Linked DNA regions of Zea mays: region 2 is linked to region 1. The links are chromatin contacts, called in public Hi-C maps. All regions are on one chromosome and are shown on one strand. Each heading gives the region's core, a stretch centred on a gene start, on an enhancer-like site or on the middle of the called end of the contact. The rest is flanking DNA. Distances are from core to core; before and after follow the strand shown.

Region 1 (6,903 bases), core at 1,126-3,625:
GCAACGTAATGATCTTGTACTACCCTCTATGAACTTGTTTGGATACTCTAGTATTAAACCTAATTAACATGTATTGAGGTGAATTGAGGTGTAAATTAAACAAAACCTAAGAGGTTGTTTGTTTAGAATTATAATGTGTCCAGATTAATTGAGGTGGATTGAGGTGTAAATTAAACTAATTTATACCCCAATCCACCTTAATACATGTGGATTGAGATGAATACTAGAGTATCCAAACAAAATCTAAGGGGTTGTTTGTTTAGAATTATAATGTGTCCAGATTATATAATCTGGATAGGTATAATTCTAAACAAATAGACCCTAATACTTATCACCTAGAATTGTAAAAATTTTGACCATGGAAATTGTCTCTTGCTCTGCACATAGCAAATCTGATTCATCTTACAAGACATGATTGAAAGAAACGCTCTGCCAGCTGTTTGGATGCATACACCAGCCAGTTGAACACCTAATACTACCATGATTCGGCTCTTTGCCGAGTGCTTGTCGCTTTGGCAAGTGCAATTTTTACTGTCAAAAGGGACGGGCAAAAAGGAGTTCACTGGAGCCTTCTTTGCCGAGTACTATACCAACATATATAGCAGACGCTCGACAAAGACTATGTCACGTTGCTTAGCGCCGTGACGGTGACTTTTGTCGAGTGTCCGATAAAAAGTAATTGACAAAGAAGTCGTTACTATAGATGGCCAAATGGACCGTGCCTAACGGGCCGGCCTGAAGCACGACCATTAATAGTGTCGGGCCGGGAGCCATGCCATGCTTGGGCCGCTGCCTCGGCCCGGCCCAGCACGATTATATATTTTTCATTTTATAAAACATGGTATATATATTTATATTTTATATTTGCTATTTACAACAAATACACTAGAGTTCTGCTGGTTAGTCTTCTTCATTTAGTGTTTTCCCATTTAGCGTTTTCCTCCTTGAATTGTAGAGGGAGGTCATGGGTTCAAAACCTCACTCACGTATAGTTTTTTGCTATTTGCCGGCGTGTCGTGCCTGGACTGCGGCAGGCGGGCCGGGCGGGCACGACCCGATTATCCGTCGGGCCTAACGGTGCTTCATCGAGTCCTGTTTGCCGAGAGTCACGTTCAGCAAAGAGATTATCGAATGTTTTTCTGGGCTCTGCGGAGTATCTGAATCACTCAACAAAGCACATCGTGTGAATTCATCTAGTGCATTCCGAACTGCCACCGGATATTTTTTTTGGATGACAGGTATCTGCCTATTTTCCGAATGATGAATTGCCTACTGAAATTTTATTTTTCTGGTGGCAAATAATTAATCCAAAAAATGCCGAGCTAAATCCAATCACGTGGCCACGTGGGCGCCTAATAACACCAGTCATCATCTTGTGTGGCTGTCTCTCAGTTGCCGCCATTGGATCTTTTCGTTACGGTTAGATGCCATTTGCAAGGTGCGCGGACTTTAGAGCAATAATACAAGACGAGAGGAGAGAGAGGGTTAATTCACGCAGGGGCGCAAGAGATCGAGGAAGCAACGAGTCGCTAGCTGTTGGTTGACGTCGCTACCAAGCTTAGAAGACTTTGGTGGCCAGCAGCAGCCATGCACCTTTTGCGCGCGGTGCCGGCCGGCCGGCCTCCCTCTTGTTGTTTTCCCGCCAGATGAATTCAGCACGTGTGCGAGCGAGCTTCTAGATGTTTGTTGCCAGCTAGCTGATCCTGCCTCTTGCGATTATAATGACCACATCATGCATTGCACCAGCAGCTCCTTACTTATCTCTGAGGACGATTGTACTATAGTACTATGCATGGCCAGATTCAGTGCACTGGATCAGAAGTTCAGAACAGATGTGTATCACTCGTCAGCTTGTGCAGCATGCATGCGAGTAATGGACATGCAACAGTGGTGTGCCGTGGTGGTTGCTTGATCCAGCTTTGGTTTTGTTTGTTTGTTTTTTTTTTTTTGAGGGTGGGGGGTGGGCGGGGTGGTTCAAAGTTCATGTCAACTTTATAAGGTTCAGACATGCAAAGGGGGCCGGCCGGGACTCTGAAAACCGGAGGACGACGCAGCATGTTTCACACAGTGATGTTTCCACTAGCTAGTCATCTCTTCTCATCGATCATGGCTGCTTTTGTGTGTGATGTGCATGCCGTCGATTCTTGCATTGCACCACTCACCACTGAAAAACGTCCTTGTAGCCCCGATAGATAGATTCATTTTCAGCACGCTTTCGATCACTTGTGGCACTGTCGAAAAAACCAAAGCACCCATGTCTCGTCCATGAACGTGGGTAGATTCTTTCCACAACGCACACGCACAGCATATCCTGCCAGCATCTCGCTGCAGCACTAGCAGAGGATACATGGCTGGCTTTCGACCCGCGTGGCTCATCCTGGGAGCGAGGGTTTCACGCACCAGCTGGTGCGCGCATGCATGGGATACTGCAGGCAGGATATGCTAGGGTTCTAGGCTCATGCTGGTGAAGATCAGCGATGAAGTCTTATTGGTGTATATATAATAATTGTGTGTTCAACAGCTCAAGTCTACTAGCTAGCAGCTAGCTTTAATTTTGGATGGAGAGCCTGATGAAGGGACAGGACAGTGTGAATAACCCTCTCGAGTTCTTGACTGGGTAGACAAAAGCAAGCACCCTTCAGCAGGCTAGCCTTCAACTGAGAGCGAAGAGAGACCCAGAAAACGACGTGGGGTTTACGGGAAGCAAAAGAAATAGAAAAGAAAACGACGTGCATGTGGGGCCCTGTAGTGACAGCGACAGTGACAGCCGCTGTCGCTCACACCACCACCACCCGGCCCACCAGGCTGCCTCTATACCGGGCCAATACAATGCACCACGTCAACCATTCGCCTCAGCATCTCTTACTGAGAGCGAGAGGTGCTCATCTCATGTATATTTTTTCCCATCTACTTTAGAGCTAGTTTTACAATCTATTTCTATTTTTTTTAAAAAATCTATTTTTCAAAGGAAAACTAGTTCATTTTTTCTTGAAAAATTGTGAATCTCTTGTAAAATTGGAGTTCTCAAACTAACCCTTAAAAAGAATAATTCTCTTGCCTGGTGTAACTTTATCAGAATAATCTGATCATATTCCTCGGGGATACTGGTAACGTCACGAGGATCTTCTTCAAAAGCCTGTGGCTCGATATACGACAGCCTACGTCTAGCGTCAAAACATATTCGGCGCCGTCTCGCATACTTTTTTTTATTAAAAAAGGGGGATTTTATTTATATGTTTGACTGTAATCGTCCTAGATGCACCCATTAACATCCTCATGAACTTTTTCATAGAACTATTTTCGGTCAATTTGGTGGCTTAAAATTCTCTCGTCTTCCATTTTATTTCCTCTTATTTCATGTGACTATGGTGGTGTTGTTTTAGCTTTCTTTGCCGACTGTACTGCCAAACGTTCAGCTTTTTAAGCCGTTAAGATGAGAATCACTTTGGTGAAAATCGTTCAGAATCAACGTGAACAGAAAATCAGTCGTGTCATCGGGATAGGAGCAATCGTCGCTTTCTATATCTTAAACACTATGGACCACTTCACCTTACTTCGTATATAATCCCCACGATACTTAGATTCTCTCCGCAACCAGATTCTGTCCATAACCAGAACGATTCTAAAAAAAACTCATAATAAAAAAGCCGAACATCAAACGGGCTGTAGCTAGGTTGTGTAGTTTCCGTACAGTCCATATTCACATACCATATGTTTGGTTTCCCCGATGCAGACGTGTAGCCCCATCCAAACCTACATGGTGGGATACGGGACCTTACCCACATCTCCGCGGTGCAACCCATGTCTCCTAAAATGGCTTTCTTTGTATCCGTGTGCGCAGTTCAGAGCTCCATCATACAACCAACCATGCAGGTGCACTTCCTCGGTCAACGGATGACACAGACCTAGACGCGTACATCTAAGAAACCAAATACACGGATATAGTTAGCGAGCTTCATAAATTCGTTACCCAGATCTCTCACAAAAATTCAAATATTTAGTCGACTTATAAATTTAAACTTTGGATCATTTTGTACCATAATTACATCGCTACAAAAAATCAAGAAACTTTCTTTGGTCATATTAATTTTCTGCGCTTTCCAATAATGACGCCGAAAATTATTCGGTTGAACCTCTTTTGAAAACCGGTTGAACCTCTTTGGCAGACCTGTCAGTCAGTCTTGCCAGTCTGGCTGACAGATTGTTGTGCAGTCTAGCCAAGTTGACCAAACCGATTGAACCGCCCTGGGGGCGATTGAACCGCCCCTAACGACTCTGTCGACCTGTACGCCAGTCTGACTGGCAGATTGTTGGTCAGACGTCAGAGGGGTCAGAGACCAGTTGAACTGCCCCGAAAAACGAGTTCAACTGGTCTTGACCAGAAAGTTCAGGAGAGAAAACCCTAGTTCAACTACCCAGAGGCAAGTTCAACTGGTGTATGGTCAGAGAGGTTCACAGTTGAAGTTGAAGTTCAGCTGGAGTTGAGAAAGCTCAGCTAGAGTTGAAAAAGCTCAACTACAGCTGAAGAAGCTCAACTCAGCTGAAGTTTAGTTCAGCTGAAAAGCTCAACTGCAGCTGAAGAAGTGCAGCTGTTTTTCAACAAGAACACTCCCAGTTTCTCAAACCTAACCACTGTCAACCATAAAACGTTCAAGAGATTTTTGGTTTTCAAAAATAGCTTCTGAATATAGATGCTTGAGCTTTGGCAAACACCAACCTTCTTTTTGGATCCCTTTATAGTACGATGATTCCTATACCCAAGTTAAATAAAATATAATTAACTAAACTCCTTGAGTAATTGGCGCCTCATGTGTGATTTCTCCATGGCGTTGCTTCATAAGGATCACAAACATCTTTGTCTCACCTTTTGAAGCAAACACAACTCAAACCTTGTGACTTATACCATATCACCATATATGAGTTTAAATCATGGCTTCAAGTCACCGTACTGATGCATCAACATGTTATAACTCTTCATAGCTGATTAGTTCATCGACTTATAGTGCAAGTACTCTCTTCTTCACCTTAGCCATAGTACCTCGGTCCACAAGCCGTCGCTTGGCCTCCACCTTCGCTTAGTTCCTCGAAGCCCTTTCCTTGCTATCTTCACCCTATCAAGCCATTCTTGAGTCACATCATATTGAGCATCCATTGAGAGAATCATTTCTTCAATATTGTGAACCTTGCTTGAATGTCTTCTAGATATAACCGTTAAGATCAATCAAGCTCTAGTTTGATTCTCATAGAAGCATATATGAACTGATAGTAATATGGTCAAGCCAATTCACGATTCCTCATATCTTATTCACTTTGGCTTGACCAATCCTCTTAATCACTTCATCCTCTATTCTGACCATATGTATGTAGTGATTTCTCAGGCCTTGTCCATATATTCAAACAATATAGAGATCATATTATATCCATTTTCATTGTCTCATTGGTTATTTAACCTCGTATTGAACCTTTGTTCACTGATCATTATACACTATTCAAGTATGTTCATCATACTGAATTTCTTGTTCAACACTTAGCAAACTCGTTAGACCTTTAAATATGTTGTTATCTAAATCACCAAAACTCACAAAAGGGATGAATGCACTTTCAGCGTGATATCGGCCGCCCGATTAGCAGCCAACGGCGTAGATTAGTTCTCTACTCAAAACAAACCGGTATCTCACAAGCACCCTCGGATCTGCATCCAACGGCCCACGGCCGATACGCGGGTTGGAACGTGGGGCCGGATCTAACCGTCAGTTACCAACGGACGGTCCCGATCCGAAGTCGTCCTATTGCCGTCCAATCTCTAATCCCGGTCGTCCAAACAGGATCCAACGATCCCAACATCGTCATCTACCTCCCGTTGCGAATTCACCCGGTAGGCCCTGACCGCGACATCGCCGATGACGGGCAATGACCTGCCACGCCGGCGAGCTAGCGACTAACTGTCCCTGGTTATGGATTGGGGCGCGGGTAACTTCCTATGCATAATGCAAACGAAGACGAACTATAGGGACTTGCCCTTACCAGCGTTTAGAGGCTGCTCCCAGAGAATGACTGCGCGACGGTGTTCTTTCAAGGCGAGTTCCGGCGCCCAAACCTGATGCCGCAGAGGACGCCGCCCACGGTACGGGGAGCGCCGCAGTCGCCACGGGCGTCGAGAACCCGGGCGAACTCCTCCCCGGCACTCCAAGTTTGCTCTCTATTTCTCTCCTCGACGGGTAACATCGCGTTTCTTTCTCTCTCGCGGGGCGATCGATGGCACGCCCGTATATATGGTCCACGGGCCACGCACGTGGGGGCGCCATGCACGGAGATCATTGGCGATTATAGGGGCGTGGGCAAGCGACCAAGCTAACCAACCGAGATCACACGCGGCAGGCGCGGAGCAATAGGTTCGCCAGCTGCCGCGGCCAAGCACGATTGAGGCAGGTCGGTGGAGAAGAATGTGCCGAAAAAAGGGGCCCACAGGTCAGTGTGTAGCGCTGGTAGCCAGGGTCACGCGTATGGGTGGACGACGTGTACGCGACTGGCAAGAGGGCCCGACCGTCCAGTGAGTGCGCGGTGGAGGAGGTCGGGCCGCGCGGTCCTCATGGTGATCTGGGCCGAATGGTGATTGCGTCCCAAACCGAGTTCTTTTCCTCTTTTCTCTTTTTCCTTTTTATTTTCTATTTTCTTTTTCCTTTCTTTCCAAAACCAAATTTCAATTCCAATTTAAATCCAAAGTTTGTGGCAAATTCGACTTCACATTAAATGTTCAATTTGAACATAGTATGGGGATAATTTATCTGTTTATAAACTTATTTTATTTTGTATAGTACTTCTCTCTTTCTATATTAATTCCAATTTTTCCTAATTTGCACTTTTTTGGGTTAAGCCAAATTCTCAACTCCTTATTATATTTTT
Region 2 (7,612 bases), core at 56-2,555, 140 kb after region 1:
AATTGCTCAAATAGCTACGATCGAGTGCTGTGGCTGACGCCCATATAAAAAATCGTCCATACCAGAGATGTACTCAAGCATGCACCCGCCAGCAAGGAAAAAACAATAAATTAAACAACTACCAATGCTTCAGGCATCATCTTCTCAACAACTCAATATTTATTTAATTTTTTCTCGAGTTTAATCATTGCCGTGAGTATTTTGTCATTCATGAAAGGATTATATGAGCTTTTGATCAACTATAAGGGCCTTTTAGGTAAGTGGCTAAATTATAGATTATCTGTATAACACCGACTCCCTTTGTCCACAAGACATTGTCATGGTAATATTTTGTCCTAAGTCAAATAAACTTAAGGTTGACTAATAAATTTGTCCATATTTTTCTCCGAAATAGTGTACTGCAAAAATATGTTCCAGGATAATCTAATAATGTTTATTTGGTAATATAGATATATGTATTTTTTTACATACATATACATAAGTTTAGACAAAAACTTGAATGTTTTGCTCTTTTAAACATGGAATATACAAATAACTACGGTGATTTGATACCCGGTGTCATCGCTAGCGATTTTCATAATGGATGGTCAACCTAATAGTGAGCGATCATGCGAATAAAAGGCCATGTTGGGTGGCTAACAAGGTGGCAACTACCAATCTAATCTTGCAAAGCTAATGTCACCTTGTACCATCTGCTACATGGATTCCCAACCCTACAAAGACTATTTGGCTGTCAAGTGTCAAATGTACTCTCCACGAATCATTAACCAGACAAGGACTCTCTAAGATACATCTCCAAGACTCTCAAGGCGTTGAAATCTTTGATCACATGGGTTTTCATTTCTCCTGTGGTTGAGGTTGAGAGGTTAAGGGAGAGAATGAGGGAGGGGAAGATGCATGTGGACAGTGGACTCCATGCTGGATTTTGCCAACGACTCAGTATGCATGTGAGATGGATGCTAACCTAAGTGTACTATGCAGTTTAATAAAGGGCGTTTGACATGTATAATTCAATCACATTTTATGATGATATAAAAACATGAAGGCACTACTAGTGCCCCTTTTTTCATTCTTTTTCCAAAGTAAACCAAGGTAGCTCAGGTCTACTGGTTAAGTGAGGGAGCTGAGGTTTCATTCTGGTGACCACTAGCGGTGTCGACACGGCGGGATGGCCCCACGTGGGCGCCAGCGGTGTCAGTGACGGAGAGCTCCTCAGATCTGAACTCCAGTGGGCGGCGACCCTTCACCGCGGAGGTTGACCCCCAAACCGCCGTCTCGCACTCTCCCGCCTCCCTATAACTAATCTCCTCCTTTCCACTCCCCGCCGCGCGAAACCACACGCGGCGGCCGCCTCCTCCACCACGCCGATGGCGACCCCTCACTCACCCAGACCCAGCTGAACAACTCCCTCCACCAAGCACACGCAAGCAGGAGAAGGAGCAGGAGCAGGAGCAGGAGCCGAGGGCGGCGACAGAGAATAGAGGTAGAGGAAGGCGATCGACGAGGAGCTCGGTCTCACCTGCTAGCGGCGGCGACCATGGACCGGATGCTGCTCGACCAGCTGGCCGGCGAGGCCCTGCGGGAGGTGCTGCACGCGGTGCAGGGCACCCTGTTCTGCCGCTCCACCGCCGAGCGCCTGCGCCGGAGCGTCGAGCCGCTGCTGCCGCTCGTCCAGGGCCTCGGCCCGCACAGCACCCAGCGCTCCGCGGGGGAGCTCGGCGAGCTCGCGGCGCGGGTCAGGGAGGCGCTCGACCTGGCGCGCCGCGCCGCCGCGTCCCCGCGCTGGAACGTCTACCGCGCCGCGCAGCTGTCGCGCCGGATGGAGGCGGCCGACCGCGGCATCGCGCGCTGGCTGGAGCGCCACGCCCCCGCGCACGTCATCGGCGGCGTGCGCAGGCTCCGCGACGAGGCCGACGCGCGCATCGGTCGCCTCGAGCGCCGCGTCGAGGAGATCGCCGCCGCCACCGCGCAGCCGCCGCCCCCCGCCCTCTCCGTCCCCGTCGCGCCGCCGCCGCACAAGGGCGTGCCCATGCCGATGGAGGCGCCGCTCGCTAAGCCCGCCTTCGTCGCTATGACGAAGGAGGTGCCGCAGCACAAGGGCATGGCTATGTCGGAGCCGGTGCCGGCGAAGGCGGCGCCCGCCAAAGCCGGGGTGATGGCCATGGACATCGCCGACGGACACGAAGACGCGGAGGGGATGGTTGGCGGCGGCGTCAAGGTGGCCAAGGAAAAGGTGAAGGAGATGGTTATGAGCGGCGGCGGCAGCTGGGAGGTGGTCGGGATCTCCGGCATGGGCGGCAGCGGCAAGACCACGCTCGCCATGGAGGTCTTCAGGGATCACAAGGTCCGAGGTAAGCAGAACATCGACCACCAGATCCAAACCTTCTTTTCCTTCAGTTCTTTCCAAATCCTGTGCAAAGGTCGCGTCTTTCACAGGAATCGTCCTGTCCTTCCCTGCAAAAATTGCATCTTCCCCATGAATAGTGGGTGCTAAATTCTCCAAATTGGCGGCATAGCATCGTAGGTGGTTGGTTTGCGTGCGTGTCGTGCAATTAGGTAAAGGCGAGGTTGATGCTTTCGTTTTTCCCCAAACCACATGTTCGGTCAAATTTGGCGCTTTGACCACCAGCTAGTGACAACTGTACTGTTGTGATGGGGTTTCAGATTGCTTTTGTGAATTACCATGCTTGGACTTGAGTAACCTTATCGTGTCGTGTTCATGGACCATGGTGGCTACTTAATCTTAAATCAAGATACGTATCTGCTTAACGAACCGCACATGAGACTAATCAAATCTATTTCACATAGAATAAACCCAATTCAGATCCAAGTAACCTGCTTTTTTGAAGAAAAAAAAATCTGGAGCTGTGCTAATTTTAGGATCTCCTTTCAGTGCAAGGAATTGGGATGACGATGTTGATTTAGACCTAGTTTAGGTACTCTAGTATTGACCATAATCTATATATATTGAGGTGGATTAAGGTGTAACTTAAACTAATTTACACCCCAATCCACTTTAACACATGTGGATTGAGGTCAATACCAGAATACCCCTAATGCCGCAACCCGGGTTTGTAGCTCCATCATCTCTGTTTTCCACCAAAAAACTCATAGTAAACTTAAATTCAATTGTCACAACAACATATATTCAACGATTTTAAGTGACTGCTATCCCAAACCGTAGCTGATCTTAGGGCATGTACAGTGGAGAGACACCAAAACGGTTCTCCAAGCACAGGAGACAACTAAGAGACTCTATTGTACAGTGGAGTGTCTATAAACGTAGTCTATTAATAAATACAAAATTAAATGTATTTGTATAGCATCAGATCGATAGAACAGACGACAAATTCGTACAGTGGGAAGTGAGGCGTCTGTTGCTACTTGGTTTACGAGCCAGAGGCGTCTCTTCACGGAGAGACGGCTCTAAGATTTTTTTGCAAATAACCCCTTAAACACCTTAAGAGCCTCCACATTAAACACCACTGTACATGTCCTTAACTTCATGGTATGCTTTGTGGTCAACATGGTGATTATGGATCTCATCAAAAGCCCATGGCTACATATCTGCTCCCTGTTTGCAAGCTCTCTCTCTCCCCCACCCCTTTTCATGATTCTGACATAGTTTCTTTTTTTCTACAGCCTACTTCAACGACAGGATCTTCTTCGAGACGATCTCGCAGTCCGCGAATCTGGAGGCCATCAAGATGAAGCTGTGGGAGCAGATCAGCGGCAACATGGTGCTGGGTACATACAACCAGATCCCAGAATGGCAGCTCAAGCTAGGACCAAGGGACCGAGGACCCGTCCTTGTGATCCTCGACGATGTTTGGTCTCTCCCGCAGCTTGAGGAGCTCATCTTCAAGTTCCCTGGGTGCAAGACCCTAGTCGTATCAAGGTTCAAGTTCCCCACGCTGGTGAAACAGACGTATGAGATGCAGCTGCTAGACGAGGCGGCGGCTCTGTCCGTCTTCTGCCGCGCTGCGTTCGACCAGGAGTGTGTTCCGCAGACCGCCGACAAGAGATTGGTCAGGCAGGTCTCTGCAGAGTGCAGAGGTCTCCCTCTGGCTCTGAAGGTCATCGGCGCGTCGCTGCGCGACCAGCCTCCGAAGATTTGGCTCAGCGCCAAAAACCGGTTGTCTCGAGGAGAGGCCATTTCTGACTGCCATGAGACCAAGCTTCTGGAGAGGATGGCGGCCAGTGTCGAGTGCTTGTCCGAGAAGGTTAGGGACTGTTTCCTTGACCTGGGCTGCTTCCCGGAGGACAAGAAGATCCCCCTCGACGTCTTGATCAACATCTGGATGGAGATCCATGACCTTGATGAGCCAGATGCTTTTGCCATCTTGGTTGAGCTTTCGAACAAGAACCTTCTTACCCTCGTTAACGATGCACAGTACGTATCATCGGACATTTATGTGCTTCAAAATGTTCAGAACTTAGATATCCCAATAACAGGTTTTTCTAACTCTGCTGTTCTATACGTGCAGGAACAAGGCTGGAGATCTGTACAGTAGCTACCATGACTACTCGGTGACACAGCACGACGTGTTGAGAGATCTTGCTCTTCACATGAGCGGGCGTGACCCGCTCAACAAGCGCAGGCGGTTGGTGATGCCGAGAAGGGAAGAAACACTTCCGAGGGATTGGCAGAGGAACAAGGATGCTCCGTTTGAAGCTCAGATAGTCTCCATTCATACAGGTATAGCGTTAGTAGTTAATTGTTCTTCATTACATTTGTAGATATTCATCGCTAACAACTCGTCATCCAACTTATTTAGTGCGCTTATTCTGAATTCCTACTGAAATTTCCAACTATTTCCAAAACTCCAGGCGAAATGAAAGAATCCGACTGGTTCCAGATGAGCTTCCCCAAGGCAGAAGTGCTGATCCTCAACTTCGCGTCGAGCCTGTACTACCTGCCGCCGTTCATCGCGACGATGCAGAACCTGAAGGCCCTGGTGCTGATCAACTACGGCAGCAGCAGCAGCAGCGCAGCCCTGGACAACCTCTCCGCCTTCACCACGCTGAGCGGGCTGAGGAGCCTGTGGCTGGAGAAGATCAGGCTGCCGCCGCTGCCCAAGACGACGATCCCGCTGAGGAACCTGCACAAGATCTCGCTCGTGCTCTGCGAGCTGAACAGCAGTCTAAGAGGGTCGACGATGGACCTGTCGACGACGTTCCCGCGCCTGTCCAACCTGACGATCGACCACTGCATAGACCTCAAGGAGCTGCCGCCGAGCGTCTGCGAGATCGGGTCCCTGGAGACCATCTCCATCTCCAACTGCCACGACCTCACCGAGCTGCCATACGAGCTGGGGCGGCTGCGCTGCCTCAGCATCCTCCGCGTGTACGCCTGCCCGGCGCTGTGGCGGCTGCCGGCGTCGGTGTGCAGCCTGAAGCGGCTCAAGTACCTGGACATCTCGCAGTGCATCAACCTGACGGACCTCCCCGAGGAGCTCGGCCACCTGACGAGCCTGGAGAAGATCGACATGCGCGAGTGCTCGCGCCTCAGGAGCCTCCCCAGGTCGTCGTCCTCGCTCAAGTCCCTCGGACACGTCGTGTGCGACGAGGAGACGGCGCTGCTGTGGCGTGAGGCCGAGCAGGTCATCCCTGACCTCCGCGTGCAGGTGGCCGAGGAGTGCTACAACCTGGACTGGCTCGCGGACTGATGTCTCGTTCCTGGATGGATGCTGCGGCGTCCAAACTGACCTTGTACATATGTGATGTTGCTTCCCCCCAAACCGAGCGTAGGGAAACTCATCAATCCACCTGCCAATTTTGACGTGTTCAGTCAGTGTTCGTCATGCATCCATCCACTCTTTATTCTTGGGTGGCAAAGCCTCCCCTTCATCCAAAATACAAATGCACACAAAACAAATAACCACAGAAAACACAACTGTACAAAAGGCTAAAGATACAACATTCCGATTTTTCAGCTGCAGCAATGCCAGCAAAGAGAGGCCAAGCAGGGTTCTCAAAATGCAGGAACTACATAGGTACACAGTGGATAGCTGTACAGTAACGAACTAAGGATCAACGGTTAGAATCAGCAATGGCGTCAAAACGATCACCATGCAACAGCTTGAACACCGATCACTTCTTAAGCTTGAGCTGTTCGTCCAGAGCATCAGCGAGTACTTCTTAAACATGACCTGATCTACAGTTTCCACCCCAACCGTTCGTGGTTACGTTTCACATACTATCACTCCACTGCTCCCGATGTCGAGGACTCGAGGTCCAGGTCCATGTCGTCGTCAAGGACGTCGTCGATGCACAGAAACTGGGTCGTCCAGCGGGCGCCATCGGCCGGCACTGTTGTCTCCGCCATGCTCTCCGACTCCTCGTAGTTCACTGTGCCGTCGCCCATGAGGTCAGCTGGGAGGTTCCTGACGAACCAAGGATGACTCTTTATCTCAGGCATCGTCGTGATTCTCTGCAAAGAGCATGCGTTATGGCACATCGATCTGAAAGTTCTGAACAATCAAAGTGACTGACGCTGCAAAGGGGAATAAGCTAGTATGGCATCATTCACATCTGCTGGGTTGGCCAAAAAAAAAACCTTCGCATTCTGGAGATACGCGGGCGTAGTCAGGAACCGCGTACCGAACACCCAGTATATTATTCTGCAAATTGGCATCGGCATTTAGATGACTAGATTTTGGATATACGAGGACTGGACTGCTGCGAGTAGGAGTAGAGCTGGAATACATGTTTAGGGCTAGTTTGGAACACTATTTTTGTAAGGGATTTCCATTTTTCCAAGATAAATTAGTTTATTTTCGTTTAAGAAAATAAGAATCTTTTAGAAAAATTGTGTTTCCAAACTAGCCCTTAGAGAGCAATTAACAAGGGGAACCTGACCGGTCATCGGCGATCCCCATCCATCCGGCGACAACACTATCAGCGTTCCATTATTTCAGGTTCAGACGCTAGTTCTTGTAAGAAAAGGACCAGTCATCGGCGATCCCATGGTTGAGCACAAAAAAACGTCCTTGCGAAGGGTTCGGCTCTGAGGCCGGATGGTCCGTAATCTGGACCATCCATCGTAGCGGTGTGTATCATCCGCGCGTACACAAAGTTAGTTAGTGTTCCAGATTTATTACGGGATTTATTAGCTAAACCTGTGAAATTAACTCGAGAACCGACTTGTAATGCGTCCAGCCTCCCGTTTATATATACATGAAGGGCTACGGCCGATTGAATCCCCCTCAATCGATACAATCAACTCTACTAATCGTTTTACCTTATACATTAGTAGTAGCTCTAGTTTAGTCCTAGTTTAGCCTCCCTCTACCTCAAATTTTCACCTCTCTTCGATTCTACGTCGACTAGAGGCGTCTTGGGTGGCCTGTTGACGCCAAAACACACCCTAAGATTTCTCCTCCCCATCAGAGTCCCTCCCGAGAGGCGAGCTATAGGTCTGCTACGAAGAAGACGACACTCTGCACTATCACGGACCGTCCGAGTCACACGCGCGAACCGTCCGGACGTACGTAAAGAAGGAGCCACTACTGCGCCCAGGTCGTGGATCGTCCACGCCTTCACAGAGAGCACTGCCAGACGGTTCGATCTAGTGTTTGACGCCTAGATCGGCGCTAACACCCATCCATCC

Evidence for each region. A called contact is a pair of places that touch in the nucleus more often than the background predicts.
Region 2: a Hi-C map of bundle sheath shows a contact between it and region 1, with 4 times the contacts expected there. The contact joins the promoter of LOC103640507 here to the enhancer-like site in region 1. A contact is called at or near these places in 12 of 25 Hi-C or Micro-C datasets (bundle sheath, ear, endosperm and 5 more) and 2 of 3 datasets of contacts at active chromatin or transcription factors (leaf and seedling).

Annotation. Positions count from the first base shown.
Region 1 is chr1:167,848,811-167,855,713 of Zm-B73-REFERENCE-NAM-5.0, forward strand. No RefSeq gene overlaps it. Among protein-coding and RNA genes, the nearest start is that of LOC118476071, 120 kb to the left of the region's middle. Within about 2 kb of position 2,376, at least 19 of the 20 cell types and tissues checked have an H3K27ac peak or open chromatin away from gene starts, as enhancers often do. A contact at or near this core is called in bundle sheath, ear, endosperm and 5 more, where this site is marked.
Region 2 is chr1:167,985,941-167,993,552 of Zm-B73-REFERENCE-NAM-5.0, forward strand. It overlaps LOC103640507 (putative disease resistance protein At5g47280), which reads left to right and starts at 1,306. Exons shown (of 4, transcript XM_008663275.4): 1 at 1,306-2,351; 2 at 3,643-4,393; 3 at 4,488-4,699; 4 at 4,831-5,810. The coding sequence starts at 1,538. The coding sequence ends at 5,669.